Regions from separate parts of the Mus musculus genome. Here region 1 is linked to region 2. Evidence: chromatin contacts called from public HiChIP or PLAC-seq data. All regions are on one chromosome and are shown on one strand. The core of a region is the stretch at or near the end of the contact, and the rest is flanking DNA. Distances in the headings are between cores, read along the strand shown. Region 1 overlaps Mier1 (MEIR1 treanscription regulator). Region 2 holds the start of Mier1 (MEIR1 treanscription regulator).

What was found. HiChIP or PLAC-seq counts read pairs in DNA pulled down with a chosen protein or histone mark.
Region 1: a contact with region 2 is called in an H3K27ac HiChIP or PLAC-seq map of embryonic stem cells, with 6 read pairs. The contact joins the enhancer-like site here to the promoter of Mier1 in region 2. A contact is called at or near these places in 4 of 39 promoter capture datasets (erythroid cells, liver, macrophages and 1 more), 14 of 484 Hi-C or Micro-C datasets (CD8 T cells, DN3 thymocytes, cranial neural crest and 11 more), 4 of 115 datasets of contacts at active chromatin or transcription factors (the SCID.adh cell line, double positive thymocytes and embryonic stem cells) and 3 of 9 other capture datasets (adipose tissue, liver and pancreatic islet).

What each region holds. Positions count from the first base shown.
Region 1 is chr4:103,164,274-103,168,705 of GRCm38.p6, reverse strand. Mier1 (MEIR1 treanscription regulator) reads right to left here. Exons shown (of 13, transcript NM_001039081.2): 13 at 2,952-4,432. Among named protein-coding and RNA genes, the nearest start is that of Mier1, 47 kb to the right of the region's middle. Within about 2 kb of position 2,320, at least 8 of the 459 cell types and tissues checked have an H3K27ac peak or open chromatin away from gene starts, as enhancers often do. A contact at or near this core is called in embryonic stem cells, where this site is marked.
Region 2 is chr4:103,116,544-103,120,976 of GRCm38.p6, reverse strand. It overlaps Mier1 (MEIR1 treanscription regulator), which reads right to left and starts at 1,587. Exons shown (of 13, transcript NM_001039081.2): 1 at 1,468-1,587. The coding sequence starts at 1,476.

The DNA.
Region 1 (4,432 bases), core at 1,071-3,570, 47 kb before region 2:
ATGAAGCTAGGGGACTGGAGAGATGGCTTGGTAGTTTACCAGTACTATTTGCTCTTCCGGAAGACCCAGGTTCAATTCCCAGCACCCACATGACAGCTAACAACTGTCTGTAACTCTAGTTCCAGGGGATCGAATACTCTCACAGGCACACGAACTGTATAGCCCAAACATATTCACATTTTTTTTTTTAAATGCCAATAGCCCTAAGCTGCTTGATGTATGGCTGCAGAGACCTGGACAAGGTCCTATTTTTACATGGTTTTCCCCTCTATAAAAGACAGGGCAGCATATAAGGCTCTAGGAGGTCACATCTGGACTGCAGTAGACTCTTCTTGCCCAGCACTTACTTACTGTTTTGGCGGCCTGCCTGCTACCTCCATAGAAGAACCAGAGAGCATGTCAAAGCACACCTGCTAGGTGTTTTAATTTCCTTTAGAAAATAAGGACAGTTAGGACTAAATGTCAGGTGTCAGCAAAAATTTAGTCAACTACAAATCTCTTAAGTCTGAAATCTACTGGGCTCTGAGAATTTTTAATTATTATTAATTATTATTATGAGTTATTACTATTATTATTATTATTATCATTATTATCATTATTATTATTATTATTATTGAGTTGCCAAACTCATTTGGCAACAAAATCTACCCTGAAATTTGTTAACCTACAGGAGTACTTTGATGTGGACCTAAATGTTTTGTCAATGGGTTGTTTTTACAAATGTGAGCTCAGTATTTTGAAAAACTATCTTCTTTCTGTCAGAAATGCTGGCTGGAGGATTTTAGGTAAGATTATAAACCTGTCCTTATCTGGTGCTCTCTAGGGACAAGAGGGTTCCTTTATGATGGCATGTGTGCTCACAGCCTTGTGACATCAGTTCCTGTACCTCGAGCCAGCTTAGGGGTTCTGCATATCACAAGATTACTCAAGTGTCCAGATCAAGACATCTTGAAACACGGCCAAACAGAATAACTAAGTCCTGCTGGACGGGACAAGGCTGGCCTTGAACTCAGAAATCTGCCTGCCTCTGCCTTCCAAGAACTGGGATGAAAGGGATGCACCACCACTGCAAGCTAAATGAGGAAATCTTCATCGTCAGTTTAGATTGAGAAAAATTAGAATATGGCTGTAGTTTATATAGCTTCAGTGTTCTGCACCAGATAATGTGTACATAGTGTATATATAGACAATTTATGGCTGGGTGATGATGGCCAGCACTCGAGAAGAATGCAGAAACAGGCAGATCTCTATGAATTCAAGGCAGCTCAGTGTACAGAGTGAGTCCCAGGACTGCCAAGCTTACACAGAGAAACTGTCTTGAAGACAACCACCCCACTACCCTCCCAAAAAAGCAAATACAAAAGAAAGAAAAAGTGTCCCTTTTAGCCCAAGCAGGCTGTAAACTTGCTGTATAGGCAGGCAAAGACCTTCAACTTTGACCTGACCCCCTGGCTGCTGCCTCCCAGGCGCTAGGACACAGATACGGCTATTTAGCCATTGAATCTGTTCTAATTACTTTTCTTCCGAGACAGGGTTTCTCTGTGTAGCCCTGGCTGTCCTGGAACTCACTCTGTAGACCAGGCTGGCCTTGAACTCAGAAATCCGCCTTCCTCTGCCTCCCAAGTGCTGGGATTAAAGGCATGGGCCACCACACCCAGCTCAAATTACTTAAAACAAAAATTTAAATACATCTTTATGTCACTTTCCATGTCCTAGCATAGGAAGACCATCAGTTTGGATAATAAAATACATGACCTCAGAAGGCTAACTTGAGTGGGTGATCCTGTATGAGTTTTAAAAATTCTAAGTGACCAGAATTACGAGGCATAAAGAAAAAAAATCAAGATTAAAATCTGAAAAATCATTCTTCCAATGTGCTGGGTGACACTTGGGAAAGCCCGTATGGCTGCTAATGGTGACTGTCAGTTAGACACACTGCAACTGTTGCTTATGAAAGTGAACCAACACTCAGATACCCCAAGTACCACTATGGGTTACCTACCAACAGAACAATAAATGTTGTGATGTTTTATTTTGCAAAATAAGTGGTATGAACTTCACTGAAAAAGAAAACTAATAATTTTTAATTATATAGTTCAGAGAATGAGGGTAATGGTGATCTTCAGAGTAAAGCCTCTCTGGGGAGATAAGAAAAAAGATATACCCCTTTTCCCAGGTGTGGTGGTGTAGCCTCCCACAAGCCTGAAGCAGGCTGAGCCAGAACTTGACCTTGCTGCCACTAAGGAGATTACCTAGGGTGGAGCCTTCCTCCCCAGATCACTCTATTCTGCCACTGCTGCTGTTCCTCTTCAAGATACTGCTACCTGCTGAGGCCTGGAGCTATTCTGGAGACTACACCCTATCACCTGCAGCTGGTTCCAGGCTCCAAGGATGAATTGGCGGGAATGGACTTTCCCCCTTTTATAAAGGGTGTCTGCCATTAAAAATTTGAACCTTGAGCAGACTAGTTGTCTTGGTTCCATTATTTCTCAACCTGCCCAGGCTCCCTCTTTTCTTCCAGATTCCAAGATGCCTTCCAGCTCGAACCCGGACATGTGAGCCACTGGCCGGCCCCAACATGGTGGTATATACTTTAATTCTATCACTTGAAACAAGCTCAAAGGCAGTTTGGGCTGCATGTCTAGGTGTAACATCCCAGCATTTGGGAGACAGATCTCTTGAGTCTATGTAGTAAGCTCCAGTTCACTCAGAACTACATAAGAGACCAAACCAACAAAACACAAACTCCAACACCTCCCCCCATATTAAAAAAGACAGACAGAAAACAATCCAATGTCAGGTAACTAAAACCAAGACCACAGAAAAACCGTTGATTGCACTGTTCGTGGGCATGGAGGCACAGGGATAGTACAACCTTCACTGTGTGTTCCGAGCAGCACAGAGTTTAAACACTGAAATTAAAACAGTGAAATAACTAGACACCACACAAGTATGTTTACAAAAATATTTTAATGAGCATATCAGAATGGCAGAAGGAAATGGGAGGAAGGACATATTTTACAGTGCAAATTATTATGCAGAAATTTAAAAACATCTAATTTATAATTTTGAATGCCTACTTAAATTACTTCAAATACATTTTAAAGCTCAACAGATCCGCGTTGAGCTGAGTTACAGATTCTGAACCTTACTGAGAATACATCATAAACATTGTGTTTCAAAGGAAAATGACAATGCTAACTACCAACAGAGACATTTCTGTTTGAGGCAGCATCTCAGGTATCTCAGGCTTGCCTCCAACTCACTATGTAGGTGAGGACGGCCTTGAACTTCTGATCCTCCTGCCTCCACCTCCCAAGTGCTTAGGATGACAGGCATGTGCCACCACACCCAGTTTATGTGGTACTGGGCATGGAACCCAGGCTTCATATGCACGTTGGGCAAAACAGTCAAACTACTGAGCTACATCCCTACTCCTGAAGGCTTATTTTCTCATCTCAATTACTTAAGTGCTCAAGAGTTATGAAATATACTAAACCTTTAACAAATTACTCATGATATTGCCAAGTTGTTTAAAAGTGCAATGACTTAAGTTTCAGTGGCTGCAGTTTTGAACAAAGGGTGAAATACCTGTACAAACACAGAACAATGTAGTTTGGAAAAGCTGAGCATCGTGTATTAGAGAAATGTTTCATTATGCATACTTTAAAAAGAAAAGTAAGATATATGAACACATATACACCTGGCACATTTCCCAACATGCCTGAGAAATTCCTTAAAAAGTTCCTGTAACAACAGTTTCAAGAACTCTAGGAACTTGCCCAGCAGTTGTAGCCTTTAAAAGGTGGGCTGACACCTCCAATAGTGTAATGATTAAAAAGCATCACTGTTTTTTAAAAAAACATTCCTAGAGACCATCTGTGACAAAGAGTTAGAATGGTTTGAACTCATTTAATAAAACCTGCTTTAGAGAATAGATTGTTGCTGGGTGTGGTGGGAAACACCTTCAATCTCAGCATTAGAGGGCTGAGGTAGAAGGATTGTTAAGTTCCAGGCCAGCCTGGGCTACACAGTGAGACTCTGTTTTGTTTTTGTTGTTTTTAAAAAAAAAAAAAAAAAACACAGAAAAAAGAGAGATAATAGAAATGGGTGGGGGTGGGCAGGGAAACAGAGGCTATGATCCATCTGCTAAAGCTACTTGACCTACTGCCATTCTGGATAAATTAATGGTTTTCAATAAAACAAACAAACAAACAAAATCCTCTCATGCTTCTTAGCACTTCCATCTGAAACTGACTTACTGGGATATTTCTGCAAAAACAATAAATGCATATTATGTGATGTACTGTCAAAGTGCCTTCCAATACTGGTCGAGGGAAAGGAAGCAGTCTGGACAAATCTAAGAATACTCTGAGGGAGAGGCCTGGGCGATCATTCTCAGTGCGAACCTTTACCCAACCTGCATCAGACA
Region 2 (4,433 bases), core at 338-2,837:
ATGCGACCACTACTCATGTCTTGCAATTCTTTGACTATGAATAGGAAAAAAACCACCTGAAAACACAACTAATGCGTTTTAGCGCTAAGTAATATCAAGTCTTCTCAATACTGGCAGCAAACAGTCCAGCTTCCAGGAAAGCTCCTCTTCTTTTAGTAGCAAATAAATAAATAACATTTAAAATTTCAGAACATCAACCTAAAGGTCACTGTATAACAGAAGAACAAGTTAACACTCCAGGAAGCTTGACTGGTACAGGAAAGGCACATCTTATGTTTCTGTAGCCCAAGGCTTACAGATATTATGTATAAACAAAAGTAGTCACTCTCTACTTCTCTGCTTCATTTAGCAAATGAAGGAGTTGAAAACTGAGAGCTAAGTGGTAAATAAAATCAAATACTTCCTCAATCTATTTTTGGGTGCTCTCGACAGAAAAACATGAAGATGTTTAGCAATCTTACTGCTTTATTAATCAAGTGTTTACAAGATTTGCCTCAAGAGAGATCCCATTAAGTCCAAATATAACAATATGAACTCAGGGGGAACAAACAGTAACGAAATTCACCGACTAAAAATTAAACAAACCACAGGACCGATGGCTTAAAACCAGACAAAATATTAAAATTTCCTACAGCACATTCTAAGATCTAATTACACCTAAAGCAACTTGCTTGCCTACCCATCTGAGAACACTAACCAAAGGAACTTGTTTACTAGGAAATGAAGCTAAGGCTGGGGGGGAGGGGGGGATGTGGCTCGTAGTAGAGCGCTTGCTTATCTGCCTTGACAAGAACCTTGGGTTCTATCCTACAGCAGAGGGACAAGAGAAACAAGAAAAGTTTTCTCTAAGAAGAGCAAAATAAAAGGTAAATAATTACAGGCACCTTTGATTTGTAAGTTTTTAGCCTAGTTGGTTCAGGAGCTATAGCGTGGAAAAGAAACTTGGAGGTTCGGCCAGGGGGAAGAGTCCCAAGCTGGATAGGGCCTACTGGGTTAATTTCTCCTGCTCACCTCTCCACTATCAGGAAAACTACTAAACTAACCCAAGGTGTGTCAGCCTGCTCGCCCCCTGCCTAGACGGCAGGTCAGCAGTCGCGGGCTGGCGGGGGTGACGCGGGCTGGCGGGGGTGACGCGGGCTGGCGGGAGCAGCGACTTCTGGGCTCGCGAGGGAAGAAAGTTCGCGGGAGCAGGCAGAGAGGAGTCCGCGGGCCGCGCCGGCCGGCGAAGTTGCGCCCTGGGCGGCTTCCGGACGGGCGCCCTCGCCCGCTCCTCCCGCAGCGGCCGCCTCCCAACTGCCTCAAGTCCGACGGCGCCTCCGCGCCCAACTTAGTTTCGGGAAGCCCAGCCGAGCGGCCGGGCCGGACAACAGGTGGGCAGCGGCGCCGCAGGCCCGGCCCCGGCAGGCCCGCGCCTCCCGCCCGCAGCCCTCCACCGAGGCCCCGCCGGGGAGGGGCGCTCGTTCTTACCTCCGCCATGTTGGCCGCGCCACCGGGTCACATCGCCGCGGCGGGTCGCGGCCAGAACCCGGATGTGCGCCTGGGCCGCGGGGCTCCCGCTGCCTTCTCCGCCGCCGCTTCGGCGGGAACGCGCAGGAGCCGCCCGAGCGCGCCACCACACCCCGCTCCGCCCCCTCGCGGCGCCCCGCTCGGCGGGACGGGAGGGGAGAGGCCAGCGGGCGCGCGCGGAGCAGGGAGCGCGCGATCCCGCGGCCGCCGTCCCGGGGGAGCGCGCGAGGGGCGGGCCCGGGCGAGCCCGGGGCAGTCCGCGCGCGAGGTCCGGAGAGGTCCCCTCAGGGTACTCACTTTGCAGGAGAAAAAAACCTCCTATTCTACCGGTCGGTCACTTCTGAAGTGCTTTTGCTGGGAAAGAGATGTTGCCTGGGCGCGACAGCAACACGAAACGCTCTGACAAATACTTCCCCTGGTGATTCCTAGCAAGAAAACTCCAACTCCCCCAAATTGGCCCAGCGCAAAGATGAAGAGTAGAGAACATTACATTTTCCTCACTTTTTGTGATGCCAGGAGCAACACAGCTCTGCCACGGATGAATTTTTGCACAAATATACAAAAGTTTCAAATGTAAAGTAATGCTCTTCTATGGATATGCCTACTTGACTGCACGGAGACAGAACGTACATATTTGCAATGCCTAAAATACTTGCAAGTAGAAAGTTTGTTTTAATGCACTGCTAACTGGCCTTGAGGTCCATACTGATAATGGCCAGGGCCAATGATTTATCTGGTTCCCTAAAGTAGATAATTTAGGCAGATATTAAAATGGGCAGTAAGTTTAAAAGCTTTTTTTTTGTTGTTGTTAAAGGCCAGCGTTTTTTCCGACATGATTAAGTTTTTCAAAAATGACTACCAAAAATCAATCAGTTAAATGATACTCATTACCTCTGAGGAATATACCATGGTTAAAAAAATCATTGCACAAATGTGTACATACAACTTTCTTAAACATCATACTTATAATGCACTTGGGAGAATGCTGATTTCTGAAATGATTTCTATTTCCTTAAAATTCTAGATTCCATCAAGCCTTTTCCCATTTCTTAACACTGGACATGAACTTGAAAGTCTTAAGCCCAATAACAATTTGTGCATGAATAAACTGCATGTATAGGTATACGAAGTAGCTGCTAAGTGAAAGGACATTACCTTGTAATTTGACAGGAAAAGAATCCAGAGACAGTCTGTAAACCAATTAAACATAAACATCTGATGCACATTTTCTACTGAAAGAAAAGCAAGGGAAAGAAGAGAAAGGAAAACTTTTAAGGTTCCCAAATCTACAAACAATTCTTACCATTTACTGCACTTGTTATAGTATTTTCACTTTATTTTAAAGATTATATAAGCTTCCTCCCCCCACAAATTCTTGGAGGGAAATAAATATTTTAGCACTGATACAGTTATATTAAGTTAAGGGACTACCTTGGACTTTTTAAAATGTCAGCTCTTATCCAAATAGTTCTCACTGGATGAAAAAACAAAAAAACAAACAAACAAAAAAAACCCTGAAGACAAAAACTAATGGATGTATGTGGGCACAGGTTAAAAATAATAAAGGGTTCAGGGGGCAGTTTGCACTAAAATATGCAAGGTAAATATATGTGGATTATTGCTGGCCACTGAAGGGAAAACTGGAGTATTGCTGAATTTTAGTATTATAGTTCAAGTTGCTTTAGTCTATTGAGTCTTTGATTCTTCAGTTAAAACATTAATAAAAATTTCAACTATGGTAAAGAGCAGACTCAAGATTCCTTAACTACTTACTGAGTGAGCCCTCAAAGTCAGAAAATCAGGCACTTATTGTTAAATGCCTTTAAACTGATTGATATTTCCAATCAATATTATTACCATCAAATGGCATTATCCTCTGTAGGGGAAAATTCCCTCTACATATTCCCTGTTAGAAAAATAAAGTGTTCTGGGGTGTTTCCTAGACATTCTAGCGATGAGGAGAAATAGCTTTAATCCTGTAGGTCACACGTAACACATTACTATTGAGCTCAGTATACTTGCATTTCATTCTCTCCACAGTCCCATTGTTCAGAGTCTAAGAAGCCACCTTCAGAAAAGCTATGTCCTTCTGGAAACCCTTCCTTACCCCCTTGGTATGTGTAGCAATTCACTAGCCCTATCTTGGTTAAGTAGGGCTTGCCATCCTCAGTCAGGTAAGATCTGTCAGGAAGTCCTGCTGCCAAGCTTTTCTGCCAGACTGTGTGTACAGGCTTCCAGAGACTCACTACACCTCTTGAAGAGGCTACCTACTCTTTTCACACACAGTCCAGATGCTTGGCTCATTCTCCCCTGCCTGCAAAGCTAGAAGTGACTTCTCCATCCATTTCACCCATCACTCCAGTTCTTCAGTACTCTGCCTAAGTCCACGAGGCATTCTCTTTGTATTCAGATGTAATCAGCCAAAATTTATTCTTGGGCTCACAAAAAAGAAAAGAAAACAAACAAAAAACATGTATCTGAAAGCAGGACATGGCAGAGTAAATGCGTAGGAAAAATTCACCAATAACCTGATCAAAATCATTAGAATTTATTAATGTGACATCCACTAATATCCAATGTAGTTGAGTCTGTTAGAGTTCTATATTAAAATGAGTTAAACTAAAAAATAAAATTGTAGCTAATTCCAACTTTTATGCAAGGTTTTTGGTTTCTAAAAACAAAGAAAAAAAGGGAATACTAGATTAGGCCTAATTAAACCTAAGAAGCCTCCTTATTTTGAGGAAAATTAATATTAATTTTTACCACGTTAAGCTACTCACAACTATTCTCTCCAGTAGTGTATTTTTTTTTCATGGCAATTACTGAATTCTCAATGCAAACATAAAATGAGGGCTTGGGGTAGAACTCAGTGGTAAAATACTTGCCTAGCATATGAGGCCCTGGGTTCAAGCTCCAATACTATAAAA